Regions from separate parts of the Ovis aries genome. Here region 2 is linked to region 1. Evidence: chromatin contacts called from public Hi-C data. All regions are on one chromosome and are shown on one strand. The core of a region is the stretch at or near the end of the contact, and the rest is flanking DNA. Distances in the headings are between cores, read along the strand shown.

What was found. Hi-C and Micro-C count contacts between places; a contact is called where the count stands out from the background.
Region 2: a Hi-C map of liver shows a contact between it and region 1, with 4 times the contacts expected there. The contact joins two enhancer-like sites. A contact is called at or near these places in 2 of 16 Hi-C or Micro-C datasets (hypothalamus and liver).

Annotation. Positions count from the first base shown.
Region 1 is chr24:30,365,940-30,368,993 of ARS-UI_Ramb_v3.0, reverse strand. All of the region lies in intron 4 of AUTS2 (activator of transcription and developmental regulator AUTS2), which reads left to right. Among named protein-coding and RNA genes, the nearest start is that of GALNT17, 320 kb to the right of the region's middle. Within about 2 kb of position 1,608, at least 15 of the 54 cell types and tissues checked have an H3K27ac peak or open chromatin away from gene starts, as enhancers often do. A contact at or near this core is called in liver, where this site is marked.
Region 2 is chr24:30,662,114-30,665,031 of ARS-UI_Ramb_v3.0, reverse strand. The region is part of intron 3 of AUTS2 (activator of transcription and developmental regulator AUTS2); the gene reads left to right. Among named protein-coding and RNA genes, the nearest start is that of GALNT17, 620 kb to the right of the region's middle. Within about 2 kb of position 1,436, at least 2 of the 54 cell types and tissues checked have an H3K27ac peak or open chromatin away from gene starts, as enhancers often do. A contact at or near this core is called in liver, where this site is marked.

The sequences.
Region 1 (3,054 bases), core at 359-2,858:
AGGGGTGTTGTGAAGCAAGAGAGACAGTGCCTCTTATTCCCAAAATTAACTGTATTTGGAAGTTAAAGGGGAAAAAAAATGAATGCCATACAGCAAGTACCCACTTTTTTCCCCTTGAGAGGTTTCTCAAGAGTGCCATGAAATCAAACAGTGATGGGTATTCAACTTCAAAGAGGTGAAGTTGGGATGGAGTTCAACATTCCTTCAAATGGACGTGACTGCTTGAGACGCTCTCCGTGTCATTTGGGTGATGTGTACATCGCTCCCAGCCCCGTCCCTTGCTCTCTCACCCACCCTCACCACTCCTCACGTGGTATGCACGCTGGAACTTCCTCCCAGGGGCAGCCTCAGCCTTGCTTGCCTTTCTGCCTTGTGCTGGGGAAATCTCAGCCATTTTCCTGTGCACCAAGGAGGGAGCCCTGCCAAGCAGCTGGGGTGGAATGAAAACTCCAGGTGTTTGCAGAGGCTCTCCTCACCCCTTGTGTAGGGGCTGGTACTCTTTTTGGGGACTCTGTGATTGGGACAGTGAGTAAAGAAGGCCAGAATCCTACCCAGGGACCCACCAGACTGGATACACAGGTGCTTTGGTTGGAGTGTGTTGCTCAGGGGAATCCACAAGGGCCCGAGATTGCAGTCATTCAGCCCCTCTCCCCACCGCAGACCTTAGAGAACACAGTGCTGACAGCTAGGCTGTGGCACTGCTTCAGTCCTTTCCCTGCATTTGTTGGCAGAAACCCTCTCCACGTTTGTTGATGTCGCTCTCACTTGTTCAGCAGTGTTCTACTCTTTGCCCCCTGTGGACGTAGCCCCCCAGGCTCCTCTGGCCATGGGGATTCTCAGGCAAGAATACTGGAGTGGGTTGCCATCTCCTTCTCTGGGGGATCTTCCCAAACAGGGATGGAACCTGCATCTGCTGCATTGGCAGGCAGATTCTTTACCACTGAGCCACCTGGAAGCTTTTGTCGAGGGGAGGGTATAAATGCCAGTGTGTTTGAAGTGCGCGGTGGGGTGGGTATTTGTGGACCGCCAGGCCATGCACTGTTACCTTTGAGACCAAACAAACTGCAGCCCCGCCTTTGATCAGGTGGAGATAAGATTGGATTAAGACCTTTTTTTTTTTTTTTTTAACTAATGCTAGACTCTGACCACCCGCACCCCTCATTTTCAACAATGGACTTAATACTCTTGAGCACCTACTGTGTGTCATGCGGTTTACCCACATCACTTTCTCATGGAGCCCTCGGAACCGCCCAGAGAGCCTGCTCTTTACCGACGTGACCGGCCTGGGCCGCGGGCCTAGTGGCTTTCCCCAGCCGCGCGCAGTATTGGAAGCGACAACTGCGGGGAGGGCGCGGGGCGTTGCAGTTCCCGCCGCGCCCGCCCGCCGGGAAGGCGGCCGTGGGGACCTCGGGCCCGAGCCGCGGGGGGAGCAGCGACAGCTGTCGATGTCGCACCCGGGGACTGCGCCCCCGCGGGGCCGACCCGGCGCCGGGCCGAGAGGAGGGGCGGCGAGGGGCGGGGCGCGCGGGGCGGGACGGAGGAGGGGCGGTGGCACCGGCGGCTCGGGCTCCGCGCGCCGAGGAAGTCCCGCTCCGAGAGCTGCGAGCGTCTGGAGCAGGCGCGCTTGGCGCAGTCGGGGAGCGAAGTCCGGAGCCAGGGCCCCGTGCCGCCGCCCCCACCCGCCACCCGTCCAGCCAGGGAGCCCGCGGCGCCGGCGGTGGCCGCCGATGGAGTTCACTTGAGCGGCGAGCGGGCGGGAAAGGCAGGCGCCCGCGAGCGGAGCGCGGGCCGGAGCCGAGCCAGCCCCTGGCGCTTCCCGCCTGTCTGCCCGCGAGCTCCGGCCGGGAGTCGCCGCGGGCCCCGCGCAGTCCGCCCGGCGCCCCGAACGCTGCAGCGCCTCCCGCGCCGCGCGCCGGAGAGATCGACCCCGAATAAGGACTCCCGGAGCGTTTCCTCCAGCGCCGCGACGGCGGTGGCGGCGGCGGGACCGGGACCGGTTGGCCCACGGGGCGGCTAGACAGGCGGGAGCGGCAGTCGGGAAGCCCGAGGCGGCCGCCGGGGAGAAGCCGCCGCCGCCGCCGCCGCGCGCACTCCTCCTCCCTCTCCCTCCTCCCCTCCGCACATGGTCTCCTTTGTCCTGTCGCCGCCGCCGCCGCCTCGCTCTTAGCTCCGCGCGCTGAGGCCGCGGCTCAGGCCGCTCCTCTCCGCCTCGCCCGGGACGCCCCTCGAGGCCCCGCCGGCCCCGCGCGCCTCAGTAGCAGCCAGGAGGCAGCTGGGCGAACGCGGGCCGGGCGCTCCCTCCCGGCCGCCCGCCGGCCGCCCGCCTGGCCTCGGCCGCGCTGGATGTGCGCGCGTCGCGGGCGCTCGGCCGCCCCGGAGCCGCCGCTCTTTGGGATTTGGTTGGCGTGCACCCGCTTCCAGACTTTCGCCGAGAAAGAAGCCGAGACCCGCGCGGACCGAGCCCGGTCGGAGTTGGGCGTTTTCTCTTCGTGTTTGGCTGATTTCCCCCCTGGTCTCTCACGATCCCCCCACCGCGAGCCTTGCTTTGGAACCAAACCATGAACTTGGGGCTGACAAGATCGCTTAACCCTTGGCGACCAGGTAATGCAGCCCTGGAGGCGCGCTGCTGCCTCGCTCGGTGCCCGCGGTCGGAAGGGAGTCGGGGGTCTTTTGTTGGCGGCGGCCGGGCAGGGGTGGCAGGGGCGGGCGGGCTCCTCGCGTCTGGCTCACCAGAGCCCCCCGCCGCCACCCACCCCTCCTCCCTCCTGCCCGGCTGCCCGCCTGCCCTCCCTCCGCGGCCCGGGCGCCCGCCTTTGTACTTTCCACCCCTGGCCCTCCGGTCTCGGGCGGCCGGAGCTGCGCCGTGGTGCCCGGGGACCCGAGCCGCCCCGGCGCCACCCGCCCCGAGGGGCTCCGCCTGCCTCTGGCTGGGGCCGGGCCAGCGCCCGCTCTGGCTGGAGACCTAGGCGCTGCGCTCGCAGCCGGTTCCCCGGGTAGCGCTTCCCTGCGCCGAGCTCGGGATCCTGGCCCGCACGCGGTGCCAAGGTAAGCGAA
Region 2 (2,918 bases), core at 187-2,686, 300 kb before region 1:
AAGATGTATGTAGTGTGTGTGGTAGCACTCAGTAAGCTGAACAGAGAGCGTATCAGAAAGAATTGGTTACTCCAGGTAATAAGGAAAGTGGAAGTTGGTTGAAAGCTCCTGAAACTCTTCCATTGCTATAAACAGTACTCCTAACCTTCAGCACCCAGTGGGCAAAATGAGCTTTTGGTCACAAGCCCTACTATGTAAGGAATACAAATAAGTCAACTCTGATTTATCTTCACAGGTTGAAAAGTAACCATGACCTGGGGTAGCTCCTTATATCAGCTTTAACTACAATGATAGCAAATAGGATGAGGTTGAAAGAATCCTTAATTGGGGCTCAAATAGGTGTGATTATCAGCAGCTCTCTCTATGTTGTTGAGCAACCTTGGGTAAATTCATGTTTCAGAATGTCACCTTGAAGAATAAAGGAGCATTTATTTTGTGTCAATGTAGATATCCCTTCCTTGTGCGTTGGATTTCCATTCCAAGGTGTACAACAGTGCATTGTCCCCACCCAGGTGGTCCTTCTGCCTCCAGGTCCCCCACCTCCCAGTGTCTGCTGAAAGTGAATAAGGCAGAACACCCAGGGCACAAGAACCAGCTTGAAGAGGTTAGGAGACAAGGAAGCGAAAAGCCTGCATGGGAAGATGTGAGCAATCAGGATTCGGCATGGGATGCGGTTCCTGTTGAGGTAGAGTGGGTTGAAGGGTAGACTTGGCGTGAGTATACCAAGCCGTAAAGACTGAAAGAGATGGGTAAGAAGTGGAGAGCCTTTGAAACTTATTTTTTTGAAGGGAGCACTCATGGCGAGAGCTGTGCCAGAGATTCTCCAACCTTGACGACCTCAGAGTCACCTGGGAACTTGTTAAAAATACATATACCTCGGGCCCCACCCAGACCTGCTCAATCCTAATCTATAGATTGGGGTCAAGGCATCTGTATTTTTAACAAGCTCCCCAGGTGATTCTCATGCACGCCAAAGTTTAGAAAGCACTGCTTTGGAAGGTTAATCTGGCAGCAGTGCACAAGATGGATTGGAGCCGAGAGAGCCTGGAGGTTCACAGACCTGCTAGCAAGCGATTGCAACAGCTCTCCCGGCAGGAGATAATGAGGTTGGGGGCTGTGGGATCGGAAGGGAGGCATCAGACAGGGGAGGTATTTTTGAGAGGCAGTCAGCAAGGACTGGGTAGCCGATTTGATGAGGAGCATGAGAGAGAAATGGGACTTAACAAATAATGCCAAGGTTGAGAGCCGCGTTCTCCACGGCTCGAGGGGAGCGGTAACAGAGTCCCCAGGGGCCCCAACTCAGATGACACACACCTGCTCCCCCCTTCCAGCTTCACCTCCCACACCCTTCTCCTCTCTCAGCCCCTGAGGCAGAGCAGGGAGGGGGCAGATCAGCACCTCCCTGGCGGCTCACGTGGAGTTGAGGGGACAGAAGCTCCTCCAGGTGACCCGGCTCTGTGACCGTGAGAGCGATGGTACTGCAGGGGGCGTGGTGAGACCAGGAGGGAGGGGCGGGGCTGAGCTCCACGTGGAAGGACAGGGCTGAAGCTGACAGCAGGGTGGGGAGCAGCCCCGGGAGCTGGGGAGCAGGAGCTCCCCTACGGACGCAGATGAGAAAGGCCGCCTCAAGGAGGTCAGAGAAGACAGCTGACACTGCGGAGAGAATAAAGGGACCCAGAGAGAAAGCTTCTGTCTAGTGGTCATGCGCAGGTTGAGGTCAAAGAAGAGCTGATGGAGAGGCGTGAGGACACTGCTGTCTCCCTGCCGTCTGGAGAGCTTGGAGCTGGGGAAGACCTGCTCACAGGCGGGCAGAGCTCTTGCTCCACCAGCTGTCCCACAGGCGTGGTCGAGTGCACGGGGCAGTTCTGTCACCCGGGGCTGCGTGGCAGGCTCATGTAAAGGGGTCAGTCCTCCACAGACACACACTTTTAAAATTCTCCTTTCTAAACTCTAGTGTCTTTGAGCTGATGTAGCAGACAAAGAGAGGGCTTCCCAGGTGGCACAGTGGTAAAGAATCCACATGCCAGTGCAGGAAATGCAGGAGACGTGAGTTCGATCCCTGGAGCAGGAAATTATTCTTGCCTGGGAAACTCCGCAGACAGAGGAGCCTAGCGGGCTACAGTCCATGGGGTCCCAAAGAGTCAGATACGACTGAGGGACTGAGCATACACACTTGCATGCTCACCAGACAAGAGGGACTGCGGGAGCTTTACTGTGAGAGGCTACCCCCAGGTTTCCGGTCAGCTCATAACCCTTCTGTACACATTTTTGGCCCAGCACAGCCAAATATGAGGTATTATAAATCATCATAGTGCTTTGGGGTCCTGGCTCCCCCCAAAGTTCCAGACATTCTGCCTGATTTCGCGATCTCATGCTGTGAAAATAGGATGGTGTGTTCTGGAGGCACCTCCAGGGTGCCCTGCAATTGGCACATCTTAACTTAACGAAAATAAATTGAAAGAGCAACAATGGAGAGAAAGGGTGTTTGTATCAACCCAGGAAGTGGAGAATTACAAAGAGATTCTATTTGTGGTGCTGTGACGCTGTGGTTCTTGAAGTGGCTGTCATAAAAACTGGCCACTCCTGACGCTGGGCAGCCTCAGTTGTGACCGTGGCTGCATGAGGACCTAGGGCCAGCGGTTTGTCTCAGAAGGCACTCTGCGAGGCTAACATGGCATCACCTTTCACTGCAAATAGGGGCAACACATTGTCGACTTAAAATACTCAAAACTGAAAAATGGAGGGTTCTGTTTTATTCGGTGGGAATGTTTAGGACTTCAAGCCCGGGAGACAGGATCTTAGGGGACCCTGAAAGAACTGTTCCAAGGAGGTGGCAGAAAGAGTCAGTTATATAGAACTTTGCAACAAGGAGCAGGTGAAAGTGAAGTCGCTCAGTCGTGTCCAACTGTTTGCGACCC